Regions from separate parts of the Mus musculus genome. Here regions 2 and 3 are each linked to region 1. A link is a contact called in public promoter capture Hi-C data. All regions are on one chromosome and are shown on one strand. Each heading gives the region's core, a stretch centred on a gene start, on an enhancer-like site or on the middle of the called end of the contact. The rest is flanking DNA. Distances are from core to core; before and after follow the strand shown. Region 1 holds the start of Psmg1 (proteasome (prosome, macropain) assembly chaperone 1). Region 2 holds the start of A630089N07Rik (RIKEN cDNA A630089N07 gene). Region 3 holds the start of B230307C23Rik (RIKEN cDNA B230307C23 gene).

Evidence for each region. Promoter capture Hi-C pulls out the DNA fragments that hold promoters and counts their contacts.
Region 2: a contact with region 1 is called in a promoter capture Hi-C map of erythroid cells, with 18 times the contacts expected there. The contact joins the promoter of A630089N07Rik here to the promoter of Psmg1 in region 1.
Region 3: a promoter capture Hi-C map of pre-B cells shows a contact between it and region 1, with 3 times the contacts expected there. The contact joins the promoter of B230307C23Rik here to the promoter of Psmg1 in region 1. A contact is called at or near these places in 3 of 39 promoter capture datasets (erythroid cells, liver and pre-B cells) and 1 of 484 Hi-C or Micro-C datasets (B cells).

Annotation. Positions count from the first base shown.
Region 1 is chr16:95,989,088-95,992,425 of GRCm38.p6, reverse strand. It overlaps Psmg1 (proteasome (prosome, macropain) assembly chaperone 1), which reads left to right and starts at 1,466. Exons shown (of 7, transcript NM_019537.3): 1 at 1,466-1,672; 2 at 2,828-2,934. The coding sequence starts at 1,536. It overlaps Brwd1 (bromodomain and WD repeat domain containing 1), which reads left to right. Exons shown (of 42, transcript NM_145125.3): 42 at 1-334.
Region 2 is chr16:98,080,835-98,084,172 of GRCm38.p6, reverse strand. It overlaps A630089N07Rik (RIKEN cDNA A630089N07 gene), which reads left to right and starts at 1,734. Exons shown (of 5, transcript NR_015491.1): 1 at 1,734-1,827.
Region 3 is chr16:97,995,733-97,999,070 of GRCm38.p6, reverse strand. B230307C23Rik (RIKEN cDNA B230307C23 gene) reads right to left here and starts at 1,735. Exons shown (of 4, transcript NM_001362093.2): 1 at 1,635-1,735. The coding sequence starts at 1,637. It overlaps C030010L15Rik (a long non-coding RNA gene), which reads left to right. Exons shown (of 5, transcript XR_001781957.2): 3 at 1,284-1,374; 4 at 1,620-2,145.

The DNA.
Region 1 (3,338 bases), core at 217-2,716:
AACTCACTCTGAAATCTTCAGCATCTTGCTACAAGCACAGGAAGAGTTCCCTTCCTCCTCTTTGGTGCATGGGTTTGGTTTATTTATTTATTTATTTTGAGCTTTAATGAAAAATTTAAATGTCCAATCCCAAATGTCATAGAATTACTTATTGAGCAATTATATCCTCAAGAAATGCCATGAAATGAAAATATATCAGTCTAATGAAGACCTGTGAATTTTGGCAGTGTGAATTGAAGATCTGAAGTTACATCTTGCTGTCTGATCCTGTCCAGCCTTTTATAATGGAATCCCTTTCTGGCCTTTAATTGGAACATATTTTTATTTACCCTTTAAAGTGTTTGGTCTCTTTATTGTGACTGAATGGAGTAACACTGTAGTAAAATCCCTCCTGCAAATGTGTGCCGACAAGCCACCACTTCCCTATGATTTACCAACACGCTTCAGATTTCTGTTGGTGCTTTTTTCATGTGTGAGTGAGAAATCAAATCGAGTATCTTTATCAGCAAAGTATCCGCTTAAGAAACCAGCAAAGAGACAGCCAGGGACATCTGCTCTTCAGCTCGCTTCTACTAACCCTGGAATCTGAGTCTTAAAGACACCACACTGAGAATCTTGTGTGTGTGCTATAGTTACACACAAAGTGTTCTAGTTGGTATACATCTGCTTTTTATTTATTTCTTTGGTTTTTCTAGACAGGGTTTCTCTGTGTAGCCAAAGGATGTCCTGGAGCTCCCTCTGTAGACCATGATGGCCTTGAACTCAGAAATCCATCTGCCTCTGCCTCCCGGGTGCTGGGATTAAAGGTGTGTGTCACCACTGCCCGGCATTCATCTGCTTTTTATTAACCAGTGAGTATGTATGTTAAGATTGATATGCTTTTTCCTCCCAGTAGACTTGAAGCATCGTTTTTCTACATTGTGAGAGATTTTTAAACAACTTTCCAAGAGTTTTGATTTTTAAAGGACCCTCTGATCCCCAAACATTTTACCCTGGGCAATGCAGTCTCCATTTCCTCACAAGCAAATCTAGAATGTGTTTTTATTTCCCACTGAGGTGCCAGTTACCCTTTTTCTCGTGGGAGCAGCATTCGGTGGAGCTCTTTGTCTTCCAGCACACAAACCAGAAACACACATTCTTCCTGTCATTAAAGTAGAAAACACGGTCTATGAGTTACATATGGCCAGGTTTTAAAAAGCCTAGCCTTGCAGCCTCACTCATGTTCTCTGAATCCGCTTGCAGTCATCAACCCTGGAGCTGTCTGTGCTTCACCCGCAGCTCTGGGTTTCCTCCACGGGTGGGTCCTTGCAGGAGGGTCGCCGGGTGTGGAGCGGGCGCTGCGTGCCCCGGTTAACAGGATGACGGAAGCGCGCCGCGGGACATTTCTCGCGGCGGACCGGAAGCTCTTAGGTTCTCCCCCCTCCCCCCACGGAAGGCGTATCCTCGCTCGGAGGCGGGGTGGGGGCGTGGCTTGGAGGGGGCGTGACTGCGGGCCGGCGCGCATGCGCTGTCTGGCCGCGCGGAGCTGAGGGACCATGGCTGCCACGTTCTTTGGCGAGGTGGTGAAGGCGCCGTGCAGAGCTGGGACTGAGGAGGAAGAAGAGGAGGAGGAGCAGAGCAGGCGGGACACGCCGGAGGACCGGGAGGTCCGGCGGCAGCTGGCGCGGAAGAGGTCAGGCTCCCGGAAGGCTGCGAGCGTCAGGCGGTGTCGGCCTGCAGGGTGCCCTGCGTTCACGCTGGGACGTCGGCAGCCCAGCGATGCTCGCCCTCCACCGTGCACTTTAGGTCACGCCGCATGTCGGCCGTATTTCTTTCAAAACTACTTTCAGACACAGAAGTCAGGTCACGCCAGCCCCTTCCTTGGTCAAGGTTTTACCACATTCATTTCCTCTCCCACCACCCCTACGAGTTTCCGATTAGGACTCCCCACACGTCTTCCTAAGCATGCTGTCTCAATTATTTGTACTCTAGAGCAAACCCACACATAAAATATGCACATAATTAAACTTTGTTGATTCTCCTATTTTTTCAGTACCTCCATTCTGAGCTTTTAGGCGGGTTCTCGGATCAGAACTTGGGTCGTCATGTTTGTGTTGGCAACTTAGCACCTTCCCTACCCCACGTTTGCTAATAACACGTTTTCAGTATCATACCAGTCCACAGTCAAATTCACCTAGATTTTTAAAATACACTTCCCGGTGATTGTGTCAACGACAGACACTTTTGGCAGTTCGTTTCATTTGACAGCTCCCTCTCACTTCTCACACTCTTCCCGAGAGCCCTGATTTGTCTGATGGTCAGTCTTAGCTTACTTTTGCCACAGCTAAATGCTTGAACGTTTGTTTGAAGTCTTGGTCACATTCAGCATTTTGCGGGCTGGAGTGTTGGAGATGCTTTTAGTGTCTTTTTACATTGTGTCTGGCTTGTGGGTGCTGGCATTGTGTGTGTCAGGCTAGTATGAAGTTTGTTAGTAGTTTTACTCATAAAAAGAAAGTGTTTTATCCATTTGCAAGGGCACCAAGGACACTGATTATTTTATCTAACACCATCTATCCATCCAACTATCCACTCATCTCTGTCTTCTATCACCTACCTATTTATCCATCCATGTATATGTAAATATAGCACCTTTCTACTACCCATATAAATATCTATAAGTAACATGTCTACCATCGATCTCATCTGTCTTCCATCTATTTATACATCCAGCTCTATATAGCACCTATCACTTAATCTCTTAATCTGACTGTCATTCTGCCCATCACCATCTCTTACAGTGAACTGGTGGTCACAGTCATATTTGTTCACTTTTGTCTCTTGCTGTTAGGGAGGTTCGGCTTCTCCGAAGACAGACAGAAACATCTCTGGAGGCTGTGCTCCTAGAGACACACCCTTGCTCCAAGTTTATAATTGCAGTAGGAAGCAACGCAACAGGTAAGTGCCAGTGTCAGGAGTATATGTCCCGTTGGAAGAATGGACTCGAAGGTCCTTCTGCATGTATCTTACGTATTTTAAAAAGTTCACAACAGGTCCTGGGCATGTGGCTCAGGTGATAGAGTGCTTGCCTGTCAATCACAAGACCTTGGGTTTGAATCCCAGTACCATGTGAACTGGGCACAATGAAATCCGAGCACTCAGCAGGTGGGAAGTGGCAGAAGAGAGCATGAAGAAGTTCCAAGGCCAAGATGGGCTCCGTGAAGCCTGTCTTCAAAAGCCACAGTCGTTTTACTTCATGTAGGATAGATTGCCTGTTCTTTCCATCTTTGTAATGAGATTTAAAGGAAATATGCTTAGCTTCAGAATTACAGTTCAAGGCCCTGTTTTCCAGTTTGTTATGG
Region 2 (3,338 bases), core at 485-2,984, 2.1 Mb before region 1:
AATGGATATTCATGTAAACATCCTCTGTTGTAACATTCTATTTCAATTTATGATTTGATTTTCTGGTGAACTTTTGATGAAAATTTTAACATGTGGTCATGTATTATGAATGATGTTTAAGGGCTGAGGACAAAGAGAAGAGACAAAACTGGGGGCTGGGGGTGAGAGGAATGGAGGTGAGAGAACTGAGCTGAGGAGATGATTTTTGAAGGAGAATGCAGAGTGGAGTAGCTTGGAAATTATAGGTAACATAAACTACTAAGAGAGCAATGTGTAGAATGCAGAGGGAAAGAAGAAAAAAGTAGATGATGCTGAGAGCAGAAGGAGCAAGCAGGCTTCTCCTTACCGTGGGACAGAGCAGATCCCATGGTAAGGACAAGGCAGGTTTAGTCTTATTAAAAGAAACAAAGATTTTTTCTTACAAACATGGGTTTAATTCATTTAGCATTAAGAAGGTAGAAGCCTTTTCTTTCTCTATGTAATACAGATTGGAGTGCATTTAGTTTTCATCTAGAATGTGTGAGTTCTTTCTGCAACCATGCTGGGTCTTATGCTCCATATGCATATGTAAATATGGATGTGTGTGTAATTATGTAATTGTGAGAATGTCTGCATGTGTGTGTGTAAGTATGTAATTGTGAGAATGCATGAAAGCTGGGCCCATCTGGCTTCTAATGAAAATGAATAAGTGAGCATGAATGAAGCTGAATATGAATTTATGTGAGATTATGCATATTTGCTTATGTAAAAGTTTTTTCTTTCTGCGAGTGTTATTTACTTCTCCTGGCTCAGTAGAAGTTTATAGCTCCAAACATCCTCCTATCCCGAAAGCAAGTGGCATCTGGAGAACAGGGGAAAGGGTCTAGCAATTAATTCTTTACTTAATCTGCTGTTTTAGGATGAGGTGCTGAGTGCCAGAAACTGCAGTTTCTGACCTGAGAGGATCACAGAACGCAGGTCAGGTACAACAGCATAGTAACTTAGACTTAGATAAGTAAACTTTTTATTATACAGCAACCCTAAATTTTTGTTAAGACAAAGCCTTACCCTCCGCCTATGCTCTTACCTCTCCGTTGCCTCAAGAAGAACCGAAAAGAAAGAAGAAATACCTCACGCTGGGGCTGCACCACGGCACAAATGCATCAAAATTAATTACACTATGAACATAACAAACCAGAAATTAATAAGCCTATTCATATCTATAAACTATTGTTACCCCAAATCTCCCTCTAATAGTTAATATCCTGGGCACCTTTCCGCTTGTGGGACAGTTTGCTAACTCCCCTGCAAGTTGAGTAATGGGCTATGCAAGCTACCTACCTTAATTCCAGGAGGGAGAAGTCAAACAGCCTAGTGAGTTAGGGAAGCTGGGGCTGAAGTCAGGACCTGGTGAGCACAGGGTCACTGCCCACATAGGGGAGGAGCAAGCCACTGAGTAGTGGCAGATCTCCGGCTGCCTTCCTGATGGGGCCTCCCTGGGGCTGTGCAGGGAGACAGAAGAGTAGGCTATTGGAGGACCCGCACCAGTACTATGGAAATGCAAATCCCTGTAGATCTGGAAAAGGTCAGGCATTGGACTTGAAGAATCTTCAATTGGGCTGAGAATCTCTACGCAATGTACCTTTAAGGGAGGTGCTCGAGTCACTCAAGACTTATTGGCCAATCAGATCCTTTAGGCTGACTTGCCAGTCAGAAGGGAAGGCGGGTTTTTCCGGATGCCTTGGCGCGAATTTCACTTAGTTGCTGAGCAGACTTGAATGAGCCTGTGTGCTGTGCTCCTTGTCCTGCCGCTGGATGCTGTGGATTGTGCTCAGGCAAGCTCCGAAGGTGCGACATCGTGAGCACAGGGTCACTGCCCACATAGGGGAGGAGCAAGCGGCTGAGCAGTGGCAGGTCTCCGCCAGCCTTCCTGGTGGGGTCTCCCTGGCGCTGTGCGGGGGGGACAGATTGGTAGGCTATTGGAGGATAGGCACAAGTACTACAGAAATGCAAATTCCTGTAGATCTGGAAGAGGTTGGGTCCTGGCCTTGAAGCTTGGACTGAGAACCTACACTGTGTACCTTCAGCTAACTCTTAACTCTAACGGAGGTGCTCCAGACTTACTGGCCAGTCAGAGCCTTTAGGCGGACCTGCCAGTCAGAAGAGAAGGCGGGCTTTCCGGTTGCCGTGGTGCGGGTTTCACTTAGTAGCTGAGCCAGCTTGAATGGGCCTGTGTGCTGTGCTCCTTGTCCTGCCGCTGGATGCTGTGGATTGTGCTCAGGCAAGCTCCGAAGTTGCGCCATGGTGAGCACAGGGTCACTGCCAACAATGGGGAGAAGCAGGGGTCTCAGCAGCGCGAGCTGGTGTGGTGGGGCTTTCACAGGACTGAATGGGAATCGGCGGCCACGTGTGAGGTCCCCTGAGGTCCTAGCCACTCGCGGGACCCAGCCGTAGCCTCTGAATAACTTCACTGTGGGGGCTGCATTTGGCCTGTGTGTAGAACGATCTTTGGCATGATCCCAAACTCAGAGAGTCCTAGTTTCTGCAAGTTCTGTTCTTAGCATTTGACATTAAGGTGGACAGTCCATTTGGAGTTAATTTTGTGGAGGTTGTAAAAGACATCTCATGTGCTGGGTAGCAATCCAATATCAAGCTGTGATGTAAAAGTGCAGGATTGATGATGTAAAGGATTTACTAAAGCTTAGGAGATAGTAAGGCACTCCAAGTAGAATTTATCTGAGGGTGGACTCCATGTAAAACATCTCACAGATAAGTAATGTGCTAACCAGGGCAATTAGAGTTTAGGTTGCTAGGATACACATGCTTGTTCACAAGGATTGCCCAGAAATATGGCTCCAAGCCATAATAAAGAAAACAAACTTGATTTACAAGCAGCCACTAGGCCCATCTCCATATGAAAGAGCAGGCCTCTAACCAGCTGCTCAATGGGGCATTACAGGATCACAATCTACAGTAAGGCCTAGTGTGCCATAAAGGTTCAGTTTTCTGCTTGAAAAAAGCATACTTATGCCACATGGGCGAGATGACACTTAGTGACAACCATGTGAAAAGGGTAAAAAGAAAAGAAAAGAAAACACTGTTGCATTATTGAGTGCTGGCGTGATCAAACTGTAATTTCCCTGAGGTTCCCCTGTCTGGAGCATGATATAGCTCCTTCTAAAACCCAGGAACATGCTTGGCAGAGCCAGTCACAGCCTGGGGCCTACTCACCTGGCTCCTTGGCAGCTTACCCTGAGGCCCTGGGTATAGAGATAAAACCAGGGCCTTTTCTAAAACCAGGAATATGCTTGGGAGAGGTTGAATCAGATTCTGAGAACAAGACTTCCTACCCTATGGGG
Region 3 (3,338 bases), core at 486-2,985, 2.0 Mb before region 1:
AGAGGAGCCAGACGAGGATGGATTTTGCATTCCACATATGCTGCCACCCTTAAGTCTCTTTTAGATTCAGGTTCCAGGTTAAGTTCTGAACAATTTAAATATAGACTGGAGACTGCAAGTCTAGCCACTTAGACAGATGGGAAATTTACACAGCAAATATAACCCCGGGATCATTTCTTAAGTACACCAGTGCCCTAACACAGCAGGTTAGTGAGAGTGTCCTGAGTGGAAGGCTCCAGATGATGAAAAACACTGGAAAAGGAAAAGGTAGAAAGTAAAAAAGCTGGGGTGGGGAGGACTTACACAAGCTATGGCTCATGCTAAGTAAGCTTCTAAAGAATACCATCTTGTACACGATTGACATGAGGGAAAGGAAGGAGATGGGAGACATCTATGAAGTCAGGAGAAAGATGAAGAAACTATGAAGTCAGCAGAAGCATCATACAATGGGACACACTCAGGAGAAGTCTAATCAAATAGTTGCTGCACAAGGGGAAACTCAGTGTATCTGAAAAAATTTCTGACCAAGTCTCTCATGGCCTTGGGACTGATAACCACAACCCCGTACGGTGGGAAGAGTTGTGCTCTCAGAATCTGAAGCAACCCCTCCCAAAGGCCCTGGCCCCAGACTATTACCAGCTCTCCCAAGCATATTCCAGGTCTTAGAGAAGAAGCTCTGTTTTATCTCTATACCCAGAGCCTCAGGGAAAGCTCCCAAGGCCTAGGCCCCAAGCTGTGACTGGCTCTGCCAAGCATGTTCCTGGGTTTCATGAGGAGCTATGTCATTCTCCATATATGGAAACCTCAGGGAAAGTGTAACTTAGCACTCAATACAACAGTGTTTTGTTTTGTTTTCTTTTTTACCTTCTCACATGGTTGTCACTAGGCATCATCTCACCCATGTGGCAGAACTATGCTTTTCTCAAGAAGAAAACTGAACCTTTATGCCACACCAGGCCTTACTGTAGATTGTGATCCTGTAAGGCCCCATAGACCAGCCTGTTAGAGGCCTGCTCTTTGATATGAAGATGAACCTAGTGGATGGTAGTAAATCAAGTTTGTTTCCTTTGTTATGGTTTGGTGCCCAATTTCTGGACAATCCGGGTGAATTAACTTGTGTATCCTAGCAACCTAATCTCTAACAGCCCTAGTTAGCACATTACCTATCTGTGGGATGTTTTACATGCAGTCCACCCTCAGATAAATTCTACTTGGAGTGCCTTACTATCTCCTAAGCTTTAGTAAATCCTTTAGATCATTAATCCTGCACTTTTACATCACAGCTTGATATTGGATTGCTACCCAGCACATGAGATGTCTTTTACAACCTCCACAAAATTAACTCCAATGGATTGTCCACCTTAATGGCAAATGGTAAGAACAGAACTTGCAGAAACTAGTACTCTCTGAGTTTGGGATCATGCCAAAGATCTTTCTACACACAGGCCAAATGCTCTGCACAGATGCAGCCCCCACAGTGAAGTTATTCAGAGGCTACAGCTGGGTCCCCCAAGTGGCTAGGACCTCACACGTGGCCGCCGATTCCCATTCAGTCCTGTGAAAGCCCCACCACACCAGCTCGCGCTGCTGAGACCCCTGCTTCTCCCCATTGTTGGCAGTGACCCTGTGCTTACCATGTCGCAACTTCGGAGCTTGCCTGTGCACAATCCACAGCATCCAACCGCAGGAAACGGAGCACGGCACACAGAACCATTCAAGCACTCAACCAGGAAGCGAAACCGACACCACCGCACCCGGAAAACCCGCCTTCTCTTCTGACACGCAGGTCTGCCTGGAGGCTCTGATTGGCCAGTAAGTCTTGAGTGAGTCGAGCACCTCCCTTAGAGTTAGAGTGTGCTGAAGCCACACAGTGTAGAAGTTCTCAGACCAAGCTTCAAATCCAGGGACGACCTTTTCCAGATCTACAGGGATTTTCATTTCTGTAATACTTGTGCCGGTCCTCCAATAGCCTACCCTTCTGTCTCCCCGCACAGCCCCAGGGAGGAACCACCACTGCACCTATCACTGCTCAGCCGCTTGCTCCTCCCCTATGTGAACAGTTGACCCCGTGCTCAGCAAGTCCTTGACTTTTCAGCCTGAGCTTTCCTCACTCAGTAGACTGTTTGCCTTCCTCCTGGAATCAAGGTAGTTAGCTTGCATAGCTCAACTTGCAGTGGAGTTATCAATCTGTCCTACAAGCGGAAGGGTGCCCAGGATATTAACGATTAAAAAGAGATTTGGGGAAACAATAGTTTTGTTGCGGTTGGGATTCAGACCCGGGACCAGCTTCTGATCTGCATATATTTAACACACCAAAGCTGGCTGGGTGGAGCCATCCAGCAGCCGCGGGAGAACTGAGTTTACCTGAAAGGGGTGCTGGAAATGAAAAGATGGGGGTGGGGGGTACGCGAGAGAAGAATGAAGTCAAGACAAAGATTCTGATCAAGACTCAAAGTTTAATAATAGGCTTTACGTTTATAAAGGGAAAAACCACAAAACCCATCCCCTTCTTTAGCTGGAATATGTTGTAGAACAAGGTCAGCACAGGCAGCCAAAACAGCTAAGTTCCCATGGGAACCTGCAACTGCAGCCAAGACACATGTCTCTATCCAGCTTGATAAGGCCTGTCAAGATGAATGTTCAAGGTCTGCTTAGCCTGCTCAAGGCTGGGAAGGTTACAGCTGAACCTCCAGGTTCTCCCAGCTCTCCTCAGTCTCCACCTGTTACATAGCAAAGTTGGCAGACCCCACCTTGTACCCTGAGCTTTCCTGTCTCCAGAAGATCTTCCTATATAATCCTGACAGTTTGTACTCTTTGTCTCTCTGTTTCATTCTCTCTCTCTCTCTCTCTCTCTCTCTCTCTCTCTGCCTCCTCCTTCCTCCTTCTCCTGCCCTTCCCCCTCCTCCCTCCACTTCCCTCTCCATCTCCCTCCCCCCTGCATGCCTTGCTAGCTCCTTCTCCCCACCTCTGCTCCTTATACTCCCATCCCATAACTTCTCTGACCTCCTTGGGACTAGTGAACTCTCTGGTTCCTTGGGATCACTGAATCCACTAGAGAGCTACCCCCAAATAAACCCCCAAATACTCTAATTTCACTTGGGTTGAGTCCTTCATGCTGGGCTTAGGTAAACTGCAGCTACTTTTCAGCTGGTAAGTATGTGAACCCTGGAAGGCAAACAGGAACCAGATAACAAACCCAGTGGAGCACTATGGTTAGCCAACACATCTTCCTCACTGGGAAGCTAAACATTCATACACAGAGGCTTCTGCAAGGCCTCCCCACCCCAGCTTTTGTAACTTTCTGCCTTCTACTTTTCATGTCTTTTTCATCCTCTGGG